Linked DNA regions of Mus musculus: region 2 is linked to region 1. The links are chromatin contacts, called in public Hi-C maps. All regions are on one chromosome and are shown on one strand. The core of a region is the stretch at or near the end of the contact, and the rest is flanking DNA. Distances in the headings are between cores, read along the strand shown.

Evidence for each region. A called contact is a pair of places that touch in the nucleus more often than the background predicts.
Region 2: a Hi-C map of bone marrow-derived macrophages shows a contact between it and region 1, with 14 read pairs. The contact joins two enhancer-like sites. A contact is called at or near these places in 2 of 15 datasets of contacts at CTCF or cohesin (large pre-B cells and pro-B cells), 81 of 484 Hi-C or Micro-C datasets (the AML12 cell line, B cells, the BV-2 cell line and 53 more), 3 of 115 datasets of contacts at active chromatin or transcription factors (bone marrow-derived dendritic cells, embryonic stem cells and fibro-adipogenic progenitors) and 2 of 9 other capture datasets (embryonic stem cells and macrophages).

What each region holds. Positions count from the first base shown.
Region 1 is chr2:102,699,499-102,702,540 of GRCm38.p6, reverse strand. The region is part of intron 1 of Slc1a2 (solute carrier family 1 (glial high affinity glutamate transporter), member 2); the gene reads right to left. Among named protein-coding and RNA genes, the nearest start is that of Slc1a2, 42 kb to the right of the region's middle. Within about 2 kb of position 1,605, at least 19 of the 459 cell types and tissues checked have an H3K27ac peak or open chromatin away from gene starts, as enhancers often do. A contact at or near this core is called in bone marrow-derived dendritic cells and bone marrow-derived macrophages, where this site is marked.
Region 2 is chr2:103,340,213-103,343,254 of GRCm38.p6, reverse strand. A930006I01Rik (RIKEN cDNA A930006I01 gene) reads left to right here. Exons shown (of 3, transcript NR_040332.1): 2 at 1,225-1,355; 3 at 2,705-3,042. Among named protein-coding and RNA genes, the nearest start is that of A930006I01Rik, 31 kb to the left of the region's middle. Within about 2 kb of position 1,499, at least 9 of the 459 cell types and tissues checked have an H3K27ac peak or open chromatin away from gene starts, as enhancers often do. A contact at or near this core is called in bone marrow-derived dendritic cells and bone marrow-derived macrophages, where this site is marked.

The DNA.
Region 1 (3,042 bases), core at 356-2,855:
TCAGAAATGAGAAGGTCAGTCTGCCTGTGTTCACACAGCCTGGAGCTCTGGGGAGCTGACCTCTACGAAGCAGCGATGATCAACAAGCTTAAAAGGGTCAACACATTAGCCTGGGGTGGTCTGGAGCTCCATGACCCATCTGCCCCAGCTACTGATCCTTCCTTGGCTCACTTTCCACTTCGATACTAGCATTTCCTGCAAATGATATAAATGAACTCAGACTCTTGTCTTAGAACCTTCCCCTGAGAACTTGAATAAGTACAGAGTAGAAGTCACACCTGTCACCTTCCAAGCAGAAGCATGAAGAGCTTTCCCATGGTCCTGTCATCGCTCTTTGTCCCTTTGCTATAAGATGCACCTTTGCTTCTTGGTATGGAGCTCATACTGAGAAAACTCAGTCAAACCCTGAAGTCCACGCTTTAGTTGTTGGGAGCCTCTGAAATTAAGGACTGTTTGCTCCTGAAGCACGGCCTGGTGAAAGCTGACTGAACTGATTCGGGACTTCTTCCTCTTCCAGAACGTTTCTAGCTGACTGTTACAGTAGACCTGGGCTGCTTACCTTCCTAGTGATACTCTTTCCAGGGAAAATTGCACCACACAATCATGTTACATACTGGAGCTTGGAGACAATCATCTCTGCCTTTCCCTTTGTGGAGTCTCTCTGCAATTCATGGTGTTCCGTCTAATGGTGGTACATTGGGGAAATGTCTGCAAACTTTGAGTTACTGAGTTCTACCATGACTCAGTTCATACTTCAGGGATTGCCACAGAGTCCAGTTGCTGCTATGGGAAGAGACTCACCATGCTGGGGGTAGGGTGGGAAGTAGCAAAAGAAGCCACCCAGAAGCTGCCCTGAGCATAGCCATTATGGGGAAGGCCCTGCTTCCTCACAGTTCTGATGCACGCTCTGACCCCAGAGCCTATCCTGCATGACTCACTTTTTATGGTTCAATGAAGACAGAAATGAATGTCTTTCTCATCCTCCCATTTTAGCCATCAGCTCTCAGAACAAGCTTGGTTAACACCCATAGTTTCGGTGCAAAGATTAGTGTTATCCAGCCCACAAAAGGCTTGCTTCACTTCTTAACAAACTAGAAGCGAGAATGGCATTCTTCTCTCCCCAGTGACCTTGGCATGTGTTGAGTGTGAACCATGGGTTGTATATGAACCGAAAACCTGCAAAAGGCCACCATTCACTCAGCAATCAACCTTCCTTTCCCCAACTTTTGTTAGCTTTGAAATGTCTCAGTGACACCTTGTTCTTGTTTCCTCTAAAGGGGTTAGCACAAACTGCATTTGAAGAGAAATATTTGCATGGCCTATATCATGAAAAGCCAGCATCTCCTCAGCATGACAATAAAGATAGCATGAAATGGCTTTATAAAGACTGGCTAGATGTTATTACTTCCTGGAGTCTCTGACACCTGCTCTCTCTGTTTAAAAGGGGAGGCTGAAACAGACTGGGACAGTACAAGGACAAGACAGCCTGTTAGCAGGATTTAATCTTTGCCATGATCAGAAAGATCAAGAGGAACAGAAAGCAAGGGTTCTCAGCATGTTGTAAGTCTTTAAAGTTCCTCACTAGGACACCCAGCCTTCTTGTGATCTTCTGGCATCATCTGCCACTCACCAGGGCCATTTCCCACTCATGATGGTAATATCACTTCCCTGGGTCCTTATGCAAGTATGGCTGAGTTAGCGACAGCACCAGCTGTACAGCCTTCCTCTGCAGAACATTGCCCTGTTCTCCTACCTCCACCTGTGTGACACTGGCAAAGCTACTAAACCTCTCTGAGTGCTTCCCTCAGCTGCAAAGTAGGAAGAACGGTGGTCCCTGGTTACAATGTGAAGGCCTTCAGAAAATCCTTGTTCAATAATGTTCAGTCAGTCATGCCTGCCATTACTATTTACTATCATCAAGTACATGTTTTTGTTTGTATATGTGTTTCCAATCATGCATGTGCACACACGCACTCATGCCTACGGGGAGCCAGAAATCAATGTGTCTTCTATTACTCTCCACCTCATTTTTTTTGAGCCAGGGGCTCTCCCTGAACATGAAGCTTGCTGATTTGCTAGACTAGCTGACTGGTGAGCCTCAGGGATCCTTCTGCCTCCACCTGACTAGCACCGGGATTCCAAGGGTTCAGTGCCTTACTAGGGCTTTTTTTGTGAGTGCTGAAACTCCAGACTCGGATACTTATGCTTGTGTAGCAGTGCTTCATCCGCTGAACCATCTCATTAGTTCCATGCCAGGTATCCTGATACCCATTCACCAGCTGACCGATGAAAACCCGACTTGAGCAATCTACCCAAATCGTCTGACTTCTCCCAGTCCACTGTGCAATGCCCTTAAGGAGCAGCAAAGGTTGTCACCTACGTTTTAAGTTGAGCATTTTTATGCCAGTCCTTTGTCTTTCCTAACTCTTTGGGCTTGCTTCACTGTGTCACACTACAACACAAAAGATGGCGCATGGCTGCAGGCAAGCCCTCTATCTGGGCAGGTTCAGGCACAGTTGGGCTGAGTGTGCTCTGCCTTTGGTCCCGGCTTGTAGGGCTTGCTCTGTAAATTAAGGGCCTAAGTGAGAGAAGGCAGTGGCTCCTGAACACTTGGAGGAGGATCAGAGCTGAGCTGTGCCTCTCATGCTGGACTGCATGTAAACAGTGCAGTGCTGCACGCTTTTATTTTAAATGTTCCAGCTATACCTTTCCCACTTTAATTAAGTGCCACTGTGGCTTACCAGCTGCAGCAAATACATTTTAAAAATCATAGCACAGAACACTATATCTACTGCTCATGTTCTTTCTAGTGACCTTCTGAGGTTGGGGAGCAATCTTTTGACATTATTCCATGATGCCACTATATATAAAGTTCACACTTGGGAGCCATGCAATTGACTGACAAAAAGAAAGAAATGGCTTTAAAAAGCCTCATATTTTAAGTCCAATTACCATTTTATATTGTGTTGCATTCAGAGCTGGGGTGCATGTGGCAAGCAGGCTATAGATGGGGCACACTAACCCAACCAGAAGGTCTGCTCT
Region 2 (3,042 bases), core at 250-2,749, 640 kb before region 1:
GAGTTGGTTGTATTCATATATTTGTAACAACAATTAATGAAAGAAGGGGCCATGAATTTGAGAGACAGCAAGGAGGGGTTTGGAGTGAAGAAATGGAAGGCTGAAACAGTATTATACTCTAATCTCAAAAAAAAAAAATTAAAAGAAGTAAACGAAATAAGAAAAAAGATTCAGAACAGATGCAGAGACCCGCAACCAAGCATTAGGTGGAGCTCAGGGGAACTCCATGGGAGGGGGAAGAGGGAGGATTGTTGGAGCCAGAAGGAGTGGAGGGGACCATGAGAACATAAGAACATGGCTCACAGAATTAACTAGGCAGGGATCATCGGGGCTCACAGACACTGAAACAACCACAGCACCTACTTGGGTCTATGTTGGTCATGGTTGTGTAGCTTGGTGTTCTTGTGGGACTCCTAACTGTGGGAGCCGGGTGTTTCTGACTCTTGCCTGCTCTGGGACCATTTCCTCCTATGGGGTTGCCTCCCTCATCCAGCCTTGATCTGAGGTTTGTGCCTAGTCTTATTGTAACTTGCTATGCTGCGCTAGGTTGATATCCCTGGGAAGCTTGCTCTTTTCTGAAGGGACCCAGAGGAGTGGTTTGGGGGGAAAGTGGAGGAGGGGAGCTGGGGGAGAGAGGGAGGGAACTGGTTAGAATGTGTTGTACGAGAGAGAGAGAGAGTCCGTTAAAAAATACTTACATGTATAAAAATAAAGAATTATGTAATAAGGCAGAAAGTGATCAAGATAGACACCCAGCATAAACCTGTGGCCTCCACACTCAGACACACATATTGTGAGACACACATGTCTTTGAGATCTTATCTGACACATAGCTTCACTGAGAAAGAGAATTAACATTTAAAATAGGGAGTGTTTTAAACCAATAGCATGCGTCTTCATCTTTTGACCCTGGTCTTTTTCACTTCCTCTTGAGAATGTTCTGTGTTCTGGATAGGAGCCTTGCATGCAGCTTGTTAAAAACTTCCCTTCTTTTTTTAATATTAAAAAATTTTTCTTTATAAATGTTTGTGGTTGGTATATAAGCATATGTTCATTTTTCTTTATTGACTTTGCACCCAGAAACATTGTGAAAACTATTTTACACTTATTTTGTGTGTGTGTGTGTGTGTGTGTGTTTGAGAGAGAGAGAGAGAGAGAGAGAGATCCATGTCTGGAGGTCAGAGAACAGCTTGTAAGAACTGTTTTTTTCTTTACACCATGCAGGTTTCGGTGATCGAATTCCATTTATCAGACTTCGCAGCAAACCTCCTTACCTGTGGAGCCATCCTGCCTGCCCTTGGGAAACTTTTGAATTATAAAAGTTGTCTATGGCTTTTCATGGATTTTTGATGAGGGTAAGAGTATGACCTCTCCATCCAATTGACATCGAGATACCTACAGGCCTAACCCCAGACCTGTGGCCTAAGACCAGGCCTTGTTAAAGAGCCCTCCTTGTCTGATAAATGTGGTTCTCACTACTCATCAAAGAAACTTCCCTTTTCAGCAGAAGCTAGCTTAGAAAACCAGCTGTGGTTTTCTGTGGTCAAAATAAAGCAAACAAATGATGGTATGGTGGCCAGCCCCAATGGATACATCACTAACACAACTCCCACACCCAAAGCTCAAGGATCTCACCAACATCATGGGAGATGGGACAGAAAGAGTGTAAGAACCAGAGGACCAGGAAATCTGCTGTGAGATTGTGTCTCTTAAAAAACAAACAAACAAACAAACAAACAAACAAACAGGAAGGCTTTACCCAAGATACCTCAACAATATGGCTGTCTAAAGAAGACCCCAACAATGACAGTGTGAATAGGCATGCTAGCATGGAAGAGGGAACTCTGATAGGGCCACACCCCTGAACAAAAGACTACAGATAACTAACAACTGCCAAGAGAGGGAGAGTTAGTCTTCCCCAGGGATAAGCCCCCATTATAGTTGTTCAATACTAAATGGTCAACCCTGAAATCATATGCATACAAGCATGAGTAAATGGACTCAGCAGATTACATTTATGTATTTATGTACATGTATGTTATACATATATGTATGAGTATATGTATATGATGTATATGTATGCCATAATAATAATTATCATCATCATCAAAGTAAAACAGGTGATGAATATGAGAGGGAGCAAGGGAGAAAAAGAGGGGATTGGAGGGACAGGACACAGCTGGAGTACCTGGAGTGAGGAGCGGGAGGAGGGAAGTGAGGTAACTATGCTTAAAACATTTTTTTAAATTATTGAGGAAAAAGAATATAATCCACAAAACAATTCTTATGTCTCTATTTTTTCTTTCTTTTATTGTGTATGTGTATGTGGAGGTGTGGGTGTGGTGCGTACACACATGTGTGCAGGTGTGAACACCCATGCATGTGTGGAGACCAGAGGAAGACTTTGGGTACCCTGTCTATTACGCCTTAGTTCATTGAGACACCGTCTCTCAAGGAGCCTGATCTAGGCTGGCTGCTGGCTAGCTTGGCAATCTTTCTGTCTCCACTTCTCACATTGGTGGAGTCACAGGTGCCACAGCCATGTCTGAGTGTTAAGGATTAATCCGTTTTTTTGTTTTTTGTTTTTTTTTTAACACAGGGATTCAAGCTCAGGCCCTTATGTTTATACAGCAGGCACTCCTTCACCCTGAGTCGGCTCCCCAGCCTGCCTGTCTTTATCTCTTGTTCTTGTCTCACCCTGTAGATGCTGCTGAATAGAGACCGGCGAGAACCAGCCTCCTTCTTCTACTTGAAGATGCAGAGGGAACATTTTCAAAGTTCCTCCTTTGAACTCATTGTTCAGGATTTTACTGTGGCTACTGAATAGCAGATTATTAATGTACCTTATTTTTCCTAATGTCCAATAGCTTTGCATAGTAAGCCATATGTTGAATTTTAGCAAGTGTTATTTTTCTCCGCATGTATTGAGCTGACTCCTTAGGCTCCTAGACTCACAGTGGGCTCTCCCCTGACAAACCCCTTCGAAGTGGGAAGTAACACAAGTCTAAAATGTGTTTGATACATGGAATCACTGAGCACTGT